2 separate regions of the Zea mays genome follow, and region 1 is linked to region 2. A link is a contact called in public Hi-C data. All regions are on one chromosome and are shown on one strand. Each heading gives the region's core, a stretch centred on a gene start, on an enhancer-like site or on the middle of the called end of the contact. The rest is flanking DNA. Distances are from core to core; before and after follow the strand shown. Region 1 holds the start of LOC541615 (sucrose transporter 1). Region 2 holds the start of LOC103631773 (50S ribosomal protein L18, chloroplastic-like).

What was found. A called contact is a pair of places that touch in the nucleus more often than the background predicts.
Region 1: a contact with region 2 is called in a Hi-C map of ear, with 3 times the contacts expected there. The contact joins the promoter of LOC541615 here to the promoter of LOC103631773 in region 2. A contact is called at or near these places in 3 of 25 Hi-C or Micro-C datasets (bundle sheath, ear and endosperm).

Annotation. Positions count from the first base shown.
Region 1 is chr1:15,200,159-15,204,064 of Zm-B73-REFERENCE-NAM-5.0, reverse strand. LOC541615 (sucrose transporter 1) reads left to right here and starts at 2,251. Exons shown (of 13, transcript NM_001305791.2): 1 at 2,251-2,373; 2 at 2,456-2,704. The coding sequence starts at 2,519.
Region 2 is chr1:14,907,030-14,911,266 of Zm-B73-REFERENCE-NAM-5.0, reverse strand. LOC103631773 (50S ribosomal protein L18, chloroplastic-like) reads left to right here and starts at 2,468. Exons shown (of 4, transcript XM_008653247.4): 1 at 2,468-2,951; 2 at 3,040-3,143; 3 at 3,248-3,400; 4 at 3,497-3,846. The coding sequence starts at 2,825. The coding sequence ends at 3,649. It overlaps LOC103631772 (conserved oligomeric Golgi complex subunit 4), which reads right to left and starts at 2,574. Exons shown (of 2, transcript XM_008653243.3): 1 at 668-2,574. The coding sequence starts at 2,320.

The DNA.
Region 1 (3,906 bases), core at 1,002-3,501, 290 kb before region 2:
TGTGATACACGAGTTTACATGTGATGCATCAGTGAATGAAGGCGAGAGGTAGTTTGCTAGTTGGCCAGACGACATCTGTTGTGGAACGATGGACGACGCTGGTAGAACGTAGGTATGTTGAACTGAGATGCGGCACTACCGTATGCCTCACAACAGTGATTCGGCAGTAGGCTAAGAACCGAATGGAATTAACATATAATGATGAGAGTTAGTTATCTTCGTTGGTAAAAGGTTAATTTTCGTCCGTACCTAGCTGACGGGAATTACAATTCCAGAATTATTTAATTTCTAGCGGTTCATTGTAGCCGACAGGAGTTACCGTGCATGGGGTAATAACTCCCATTGATACCACCAGTCGATGGTAATTAAGGTCACATCAGCTAAAACTCCCTTCGATCGGCTTTACTATAGTCGACGGGAGTTAACCTGTTTTGCTGCAAACCCAGCATCCTGTTTTCCCATTTTCTCATCCAGTTTAAACAAAACATCAAGCATATAATAGATATCCATTCACACACATCATACAACTCACATACTTCACATTACAAATTCATCAAACCAACACATAGCCAAAAAGTAAGTCCTCACGCATCCTCGTATGCTCCAACTCCTAGGATAAAACAAAACTTAAGGCTTAGTAGTTAACTTGTATAGGATAAAATACAGTAAAACAAAATCATAGTGTAGCTCAGTAATATCATGCACTAGAGAGGAAATACGAAAATAAAGCGCTACATGGGAAATAGAAAAATAATTTGCAAAGAGATAAATTAAGAAAACTATTTAAATAAAAATTCCTATTTTATCCCTCGATTTTAGCTACCAAAGAGGTAAAAAAATGGCAACGTACGGTGATCTAATTGGAGAAGTCATTTTGGCAATATTTGTCATTCTGATCGGAGAAGCTATTGAAGATTTGTTTAATTAAAATCTCTATTGCTATCAATACAAGAAAATATAAAGAGGGTCTTAAAGCTGTTTTAAATAAATTGAAAATATTAGTAGAAAATGGAGAACATAAAAAAATTAAATACATCATTATAGTGAATATATAGAGAATTTGATCCGTAGTATATAATACTCCCTCTGTCTCTAAAAAAATGTCGTTTGACTTTTCTGAGATCATGTTTGACCAGCTCATTTTATTCAAAAAAATTCATAATTATCATTTATTTTCATTACGGTTTAGTTTATCATACCATTTACTTTAACAATAAACTAAAGTTTTCTATATTTTCACAAATATTTTGAATAAAACAAATTGATCAAAGTTGGCCTCAAGAAAGTCAAACGACATCCTTTGTGAGACGGAGGGAGTAATACATAAGAGAATAAAAAATAAAATATATCGCACCACAAAGGGATCAAACCAGCCAATCTCCAAGATATGAGCCCAAAAGCTACAGACCACCTAATCACATTCTCTCTGGTGCTTGAAGCTGTAAATGTTTTCCATATAGTTTAAAACTTCAGTGTTTAATATGTGTTGGTCCTGCACCTGCACTACATATATGGTATACCATGGTCGCTCTATCCGGCATATCCTATGGATCCATCCCTAGTTGGAGAATTGAGAAGAAGAAAAACGGCCATCCGCACAAAGGCTCACGTGTATTACGATGAAGGTAGGTACCATCGAGCGACATGGTTGCGGCTTGTGCGGCGTACGTGTTTGTGGGACTCTCCATCCATCCCCAGCACGTCACTCTCTGCTTGGACGAACGCACGCAGATGCAGACGCAGTGGACCATTCGTAGTACCGCTAGGTTGTGCGTGTTCTCTAGTGACGATACGACTGACGACACGAACAGATCAGCCAGGCCAGCCAAGAAGCGCAGCCACAGGCGATCCGGGCGGCGCCTGTGCATGGCCGAAACTGGAGTGGAATCGCTAGGTGCACCCGGGGGGTGATAGAGGATTCGCAGCCTGGCGAAGCTAGACCGGACGATCTGGAGGCAGCGGCTGCAGATGGATAAGGCAGGCAGGCACTCCTGCAGGCTGCAGCACCCTGTGGGCTGTGCCGTGGGCCTAGCATAGCAGTAATTAATAATTGCGCCCTGGGGGAGTGAGTGCTGGTAGGATGGCGGGACGAGTGGCCGCATCCGCGGGCAGGCTAGGCTCGCATCGCATAGCAGCTAGCGTGGTCCGCGCACGCCAGGCCGCGGGCCGGGCTGGGCCGGCCGGGGTCGTCGCGCGCCACGGCCTTTAAATGCCACACCATCTCCCCCGCTCCAAACACCCACACCCACACCACACCTCACGTCTCCTCACTACCCGCGCTCTCAGGCAGCGCACCTCGCTCCTCCTCCCCCACAGCGCTTTCCATTTTCGTCTATCTCCCGAGAACCCTCCTGCGCCTCCCAAAGCTCTCTTGTTCGTTGCTCCCCCCCCCCCCCCCCCCGTGCTGGTTAATCATCCCCTTCGATTTCGATCACATACATATAATCTCTCTCAGCTATCGCGGCCGCGCGCCTGATCGACGTACGACCGGTCTGGTACGTACGTGTGCTCGCCCGCCATGGCTCGCGGCGACGGCGAGCTGGAGCTGTCCGTGGGGGTCCGCGGCACCGGCGGCGCGGCGGCGGCGGCGGCGGACCACGTGGCGCCGATCAGCCTCGGCAGGCTCATCCTCGCCGGCATGGTCGCCGGCGGCGTGCAGTACGGCTGGGCGCTGCAGCTCTCCCTCCTCACGCCCTACGTGCAGGTATACACACACACATATAGACGTCGTACTGCCTAGCTACATACCCTTCATCGTCACCACCGACACGCGACGCGAGATCGCGCCTCCGCGCGTGTGCACGTATACTATACGTGCGTGTACATGCGGCGGGGCGGCATGCACGGCGAGCGCCGTACGTGTCTTGCTTGCAAATAAACGATACTACCGCCGATCATGCATGATGTTCTATATTCAACCGCTATTTTACAAAAGCTAATAATAAGCAGGTGCCATATACACACATTTAATGAGTAGTAGTTTGAATTTGAAAAAGGCAGAGAGCATCTTTTCGATGACCAGTAACGACGTAATGGACGTTTGATCCTGTCTTTGTCTCGTCAAACCCACGAGAGAAAAAAAAGTAGAGTAAGCACGTAGTACACACTGAGAATCAGCATATATATATCTGCACGTACACATGTGTGGCCAAAAAAACTTGCAGCTGATAGCTACGTATACACTTGGTCGTTTCTACTTGATGTATGTGGGTGGTTTTGTTTAGATGAATTATATACTCCGTATGAACTGGAGCAGTGCTTCACGATCGAAATAATTAAACTGGAAATCCTGCTTCGTCCCTTACTTCCTGCTCCGCCACCCAAATATATATGTTGTGCCTACTTTTCCTCCGGACCGGCTAATTACTGCCGAAATAAGCTGGGAAGAACACAGCTTCTTCTCTCTTCCTTCTTTTCATTGCATGCACATACAAAAGTCAAACCTTTCAGAAACGTTTCTATGTGCACGGCAGACGTGGTGTGTGTGTGACGTACAGTAGGCACTGGTATTGTTGTGACCACCTGCCAGTATTAATACACTACTGTACTTTCATCTGCCACCTCGTATGTGCCAGTCTTGGGTCCCTAGGCCCTAGCATATGCATGACCGAAGAAGCAGATAGCCTTGCCGAAAAAGACGCAGGATCGTCGGAAGGAAGACGGTGCCTGCCCTGCCTGCATGGTCGGTCGGTGTACCGTGTGCCGTGTGTGTACCTCAGCTGCATGCAGTACGCACGTCTCTCTCGTCGAATGAATTCGCTGCCCAGCCAGAAGTTTCCAAAAGGCCCTACCGCCGCTACCCCGGCCGGCGGCCGGATAAAGCCTAAAGGAAACCTGTGCATCGGCCCGCGCGCCGCCCAAAGCTCCGAGACAAAAGACCACACACGTTATTACGTATGGCCGTGC
Region 2 (4,237 bases), core at 1,219-3,718:
CGGTTTTGCTATGACAAACTCAAAAGACAGTTCCTATGACAGGAGTGACCATAAAGCAGTATACAAAATGCTGCTATCAGCGTGTGTAACATAATGCTGTCCTACTTAGAAAGTTGCTAGTTCCATCATTTACTTCTAACAATTTGGTATTTTCCAGATGACAAATAGTCAAATACATTAGGTTAAGCAATCATTTCTCATTAGCATGATAGAATTAAGCAATGCCAAACTAATTTTACTAAGACAATGAAACACATTATTTGTGAGTTATGAGATTCTCTATTACATAAGATGCATAGAGATCAAATGACAGCGGCGGCGGCGGCACACAGGAGACACTATCACCAACTCACATGGATAGTTATTGATAAACGTAGGTGTACACGGCTAGACAAATATGTAAGCCAAATGATTTATCACTGCCATAAAAAGTTTTAGGTTTCTGAAATTTACTCTATTACGATCAACTAATTTTCATAGAATGCTAAAACATTGTGAACACCTTCGTTTTAAATCAAACAATCTGCAATTAAGAACACATTATATAACTGCAGAAATGCACATATCCATAAATTGAACTGATGAAATGCATATATGGCATAATTGTTAAAACATATCCCACTTTAGGCTTAAACAAATGCATATAATCAAAGAATACTAGACTCACCTCCACGCAGAGCTCCTCAATCTCATGACGGAGCTTCAGAACATACTCAGAGCTAATGTCAATGTTGTTCAGTGCAGTCGCAATCTCCTCACCTGTCTTCTGCACTCCAACACCACCAAGGAAGAGCTTTGCACCCAAATTTGGCTCCCGCATCCTCCACTGTAGTGCCTCCTGATACTCATTGCTTAGAAGGCTCATTGCCCCACCAAGCACAGCAAGAACAGAGTTTATGCTTGCAGTGGAAGCAGCCCGGCGGCAGCAACTCTGCAGTACAAAGAATACATCATCCACCATAGACGTTGTGAGACCATCTGATATGGGCTCATCAATCCGTATGGCTTTCCTCACATTCTCCACCATGAAAAACTCCTCAAAGATCACATAGAACCCAGTCAGATCCTGCTCCGTTTTATAGAAGTTACCATTACGGAAGGCCTTCATCGCCCGCGGCCCAAGCTCAGGCTTGACATCTCTCAATCCACGGATCTTGTTCACCATAAATTCAGTGTAGTCCTCACCAAGCTGGGTCAACGCAAGAATCTCCTCAAGATAAAGCTCAATTTCCCTGGGATCAGGCCCTTCACTACCTCCAGCAGCACTGGCCATGGAACCCATGACCGAAAGGAGGTTCTTTGTATAGGAGTTTATATCCGATGCAAGTCGTGCAAGCTTCCTGTAATCAGCATAACGGCGTAGTATCTGGGTGCCCCGCGAATCACACTCCTCCTGCAGCTCAATGATGGCATAAGCAACACCATCGTCTCCCCTGAGCTCACGAAGCACAGCATCATTCTCCTCAACAGCGAGCACAATGTCCTTAAAGAGACGGGTGAGGCAGCCAACAAAATCCGGCCGCTCAGAGGTCGGCTGGGTCGCGGAGGTCAGCTCCGCGAGGTGCTCAAAGTCTGCGCGGGCACGCAGAGCGACAACCTTCTTCAGGTAGGCGACGTAGACCTGGAGTCCTTCATCAGCGAGTCCGAGCAGTGGGAATAGGCGGACGAGGCGAAGCACAGCAGGATGGTCCTGTGCATCAACGACCGCCGCTAGCCTCCGACGCGCGAGCCCCTCGAGGCGACGTTTCATGTCAAGCAGATCGCGGCGGAGATCGTCGTCGGTGGGGAACCGAGCGTCGATAGCGAGGAATTCGTGCACGGCGGTGGCGGCGGCGGCGAGGTCGTCGGCGGCCAAGGCCCGCCGCGCGGCTTCGAGCGCGCGAGAACGATCGAGCGCGGCCTCGGCACGTGCCAGCGCAGCGTCCGCCCTGGAGTGCGCCGCGTCGAGATGGCGGACGCGGGACGAGAGCGCGTCGGCGAGCGCCGCGGTGGTGGAGGAGGATTCCTTAAGCGCGGCGGCGTCGGAAGCCGCGAGCGAGAGCAGAGGCGGGGCAGAGCGGAGGAGCGAAGCAGCGGCGCGGTCGAGGTCAGCACGGCGGGCGAGGAGAGCGTCGAGACGGGCGTCGAGCCCGCGCTGGTAGGCCACGCACTCGTGGAGGAGGCGGGTGGCGGCACCCGCGTCGGTGAGGACTCGGAGCGCGGCGAGGGAGGCCGGGTCGCCGAAGTCGAGGGATGGTGGCACGTCAGCGGACGAGGGGTCCGGGGCCACAATGGCATCCGGTCGGCGCGGGGACCGCGGGGCGGGAGAGGGCACCGCCATGGCCGCGGACCGCGGCGTCGGTGCAGATCGGCAAGATCTCGGAGTCCGGGGGAGAAGACGAGACTCGAGAGGGTTGGGCTGTGGACCGTTGGACACCGAGAAGACCAGATCTCGGAGTGCTTCTCTCTCTCTTCTTTTTTTCAGGGCAAGGGCGACGGTGCGGTGCGGAGTGTGCGGGCGCTGCGGCTGGTGCCTGGTGGGGAAAAAAATTTGCTGCAGCCCGGCTGCAAACTAGGCTGTTTGCAGCCCCTCACAAAAATGAGGATAGGCCCCACCTGTAGGCCAATAACACAACTAAAACGTTATCTAGTAGACTTGCAGGTGAGGTCTATCCTCTTTTTTGTTAGGGGCTGCAAACAGCCTGGTTTGTAACCGGGCTGCAACAAATTTTTTTCCCCTGGTGGTGGTGGGGTAAAACGGAATGGTAAACTGAAGCCAACTGCCAACCCAACGAAGGCCAGAACTGCGCGCGCGGAACCTGTTCGACGAATTGGCGCACTGGCTATGGCGCTGCTACGCGCCGCGCTAGCCCAGCCGTTATCGCCGCGCCCCGCGCTCCCGGTCCGCCACCCTCCGACCTCGCTGACAGGCTCCAGGTTTATCCTCGACTTCTCGCTTCCGCCACATCCAGGTGAGCAGAGCCACCGCATACACGCTGTTCCGCGCTCGCTAGCTCGGCGACGCCCACGCGCGCTCTTATCTCTGTCTGACGCGTGCAGGCCCCGGCGCGCCCCGGCGCGAGTACCCCAGGATCGAGGCGACGGCGAGGCGAGGCGCGCGAACTGAGAGCGCCAAGGTCAGGAACCGTCGGCTGCAGAAGAAGGTACGTTCCGGTGCTCCACCTGGTTCTCAAATTTCAGGATAAGGCCAGCTACCAGGCAGCCGGTGTAACCAAACCGCCGTTCCGCCGACTCTCGCTGTATGCAGTTCAACGGCACGGCGACGAAGCCCAGACTCTCGGTGTTCTGCTCCAACCGGCAGCTCTACGCTGTGCTCGCCGACGACCACAACAAGAAGATCCTCTTCTATGGCAGCACGCTGCAGAAGTCCATCTGCGGCGACCCGCCCTGTGGCACCGTGGTAAGCCGCCGCCGTCGTCTTCTCCATCTGGAATTTGGTTTGTATTCCGGCGGGACTCTTGAGCTTGAGTTCGCCTCGCCGGCTCGCCCTGCACAGGAGGCTGCCCGGAAGGTCGGGGAGGAGCTCGTCAGGGTGTGCAACGAGTTGGGCATCTCCGAGGTCTCCTACGACCGCAACGGCTTTGCTCGAGGCGACAAGATGATGGCGTTCGAGGTTCCGGTCTCACAGCACGGGTTCCTGCCAAGATAGGCTGCAACTGTAGTGTCGCCCCCAGAAAGGAGGCACCAGGGCTTGCATTGACAGTTCTCAGGAGACAGGGAAGTTGGTCACATTCCATGCGGATTCTGTATTCTGTATTCTGTATGATCCATCAGTCCTTGATCAACAGGCAGTTCATATTTCACTAACAAGGACAGTTTCTCCGTACTCTATACACGATTCCAGTACCTACTGCTCAGATCTCCTTACATCCCCTTTATAATATGAATATTCATATAATATAATACACGAAATCACTGAAGTGAACATTAGTAGGAGCTATATGCTACGGACGCTGAAACTGGGACTCGAGTTCCCAACCTGTGGACCAACCATGCAGCTTGTTCGCTGCGGCTTGCTGCGGCTGCAATCCGGCTGCGGCTGCGGCTTCTACAGTATTTTTCTCTCTATGGATTGCAGCTGCAGCAGTCCAAACAGCTGCAACAGTGTCGGCTTGTAGCCAGCCGAACACGCCCATGGATTCTCGATATCCGGATCAATGAAAGTTTGTATAAGGAACGGTATAGCTTCATCACCGTTCAGATATGCTGGATCCTGGACCGGAGCACCTGAGAAGAA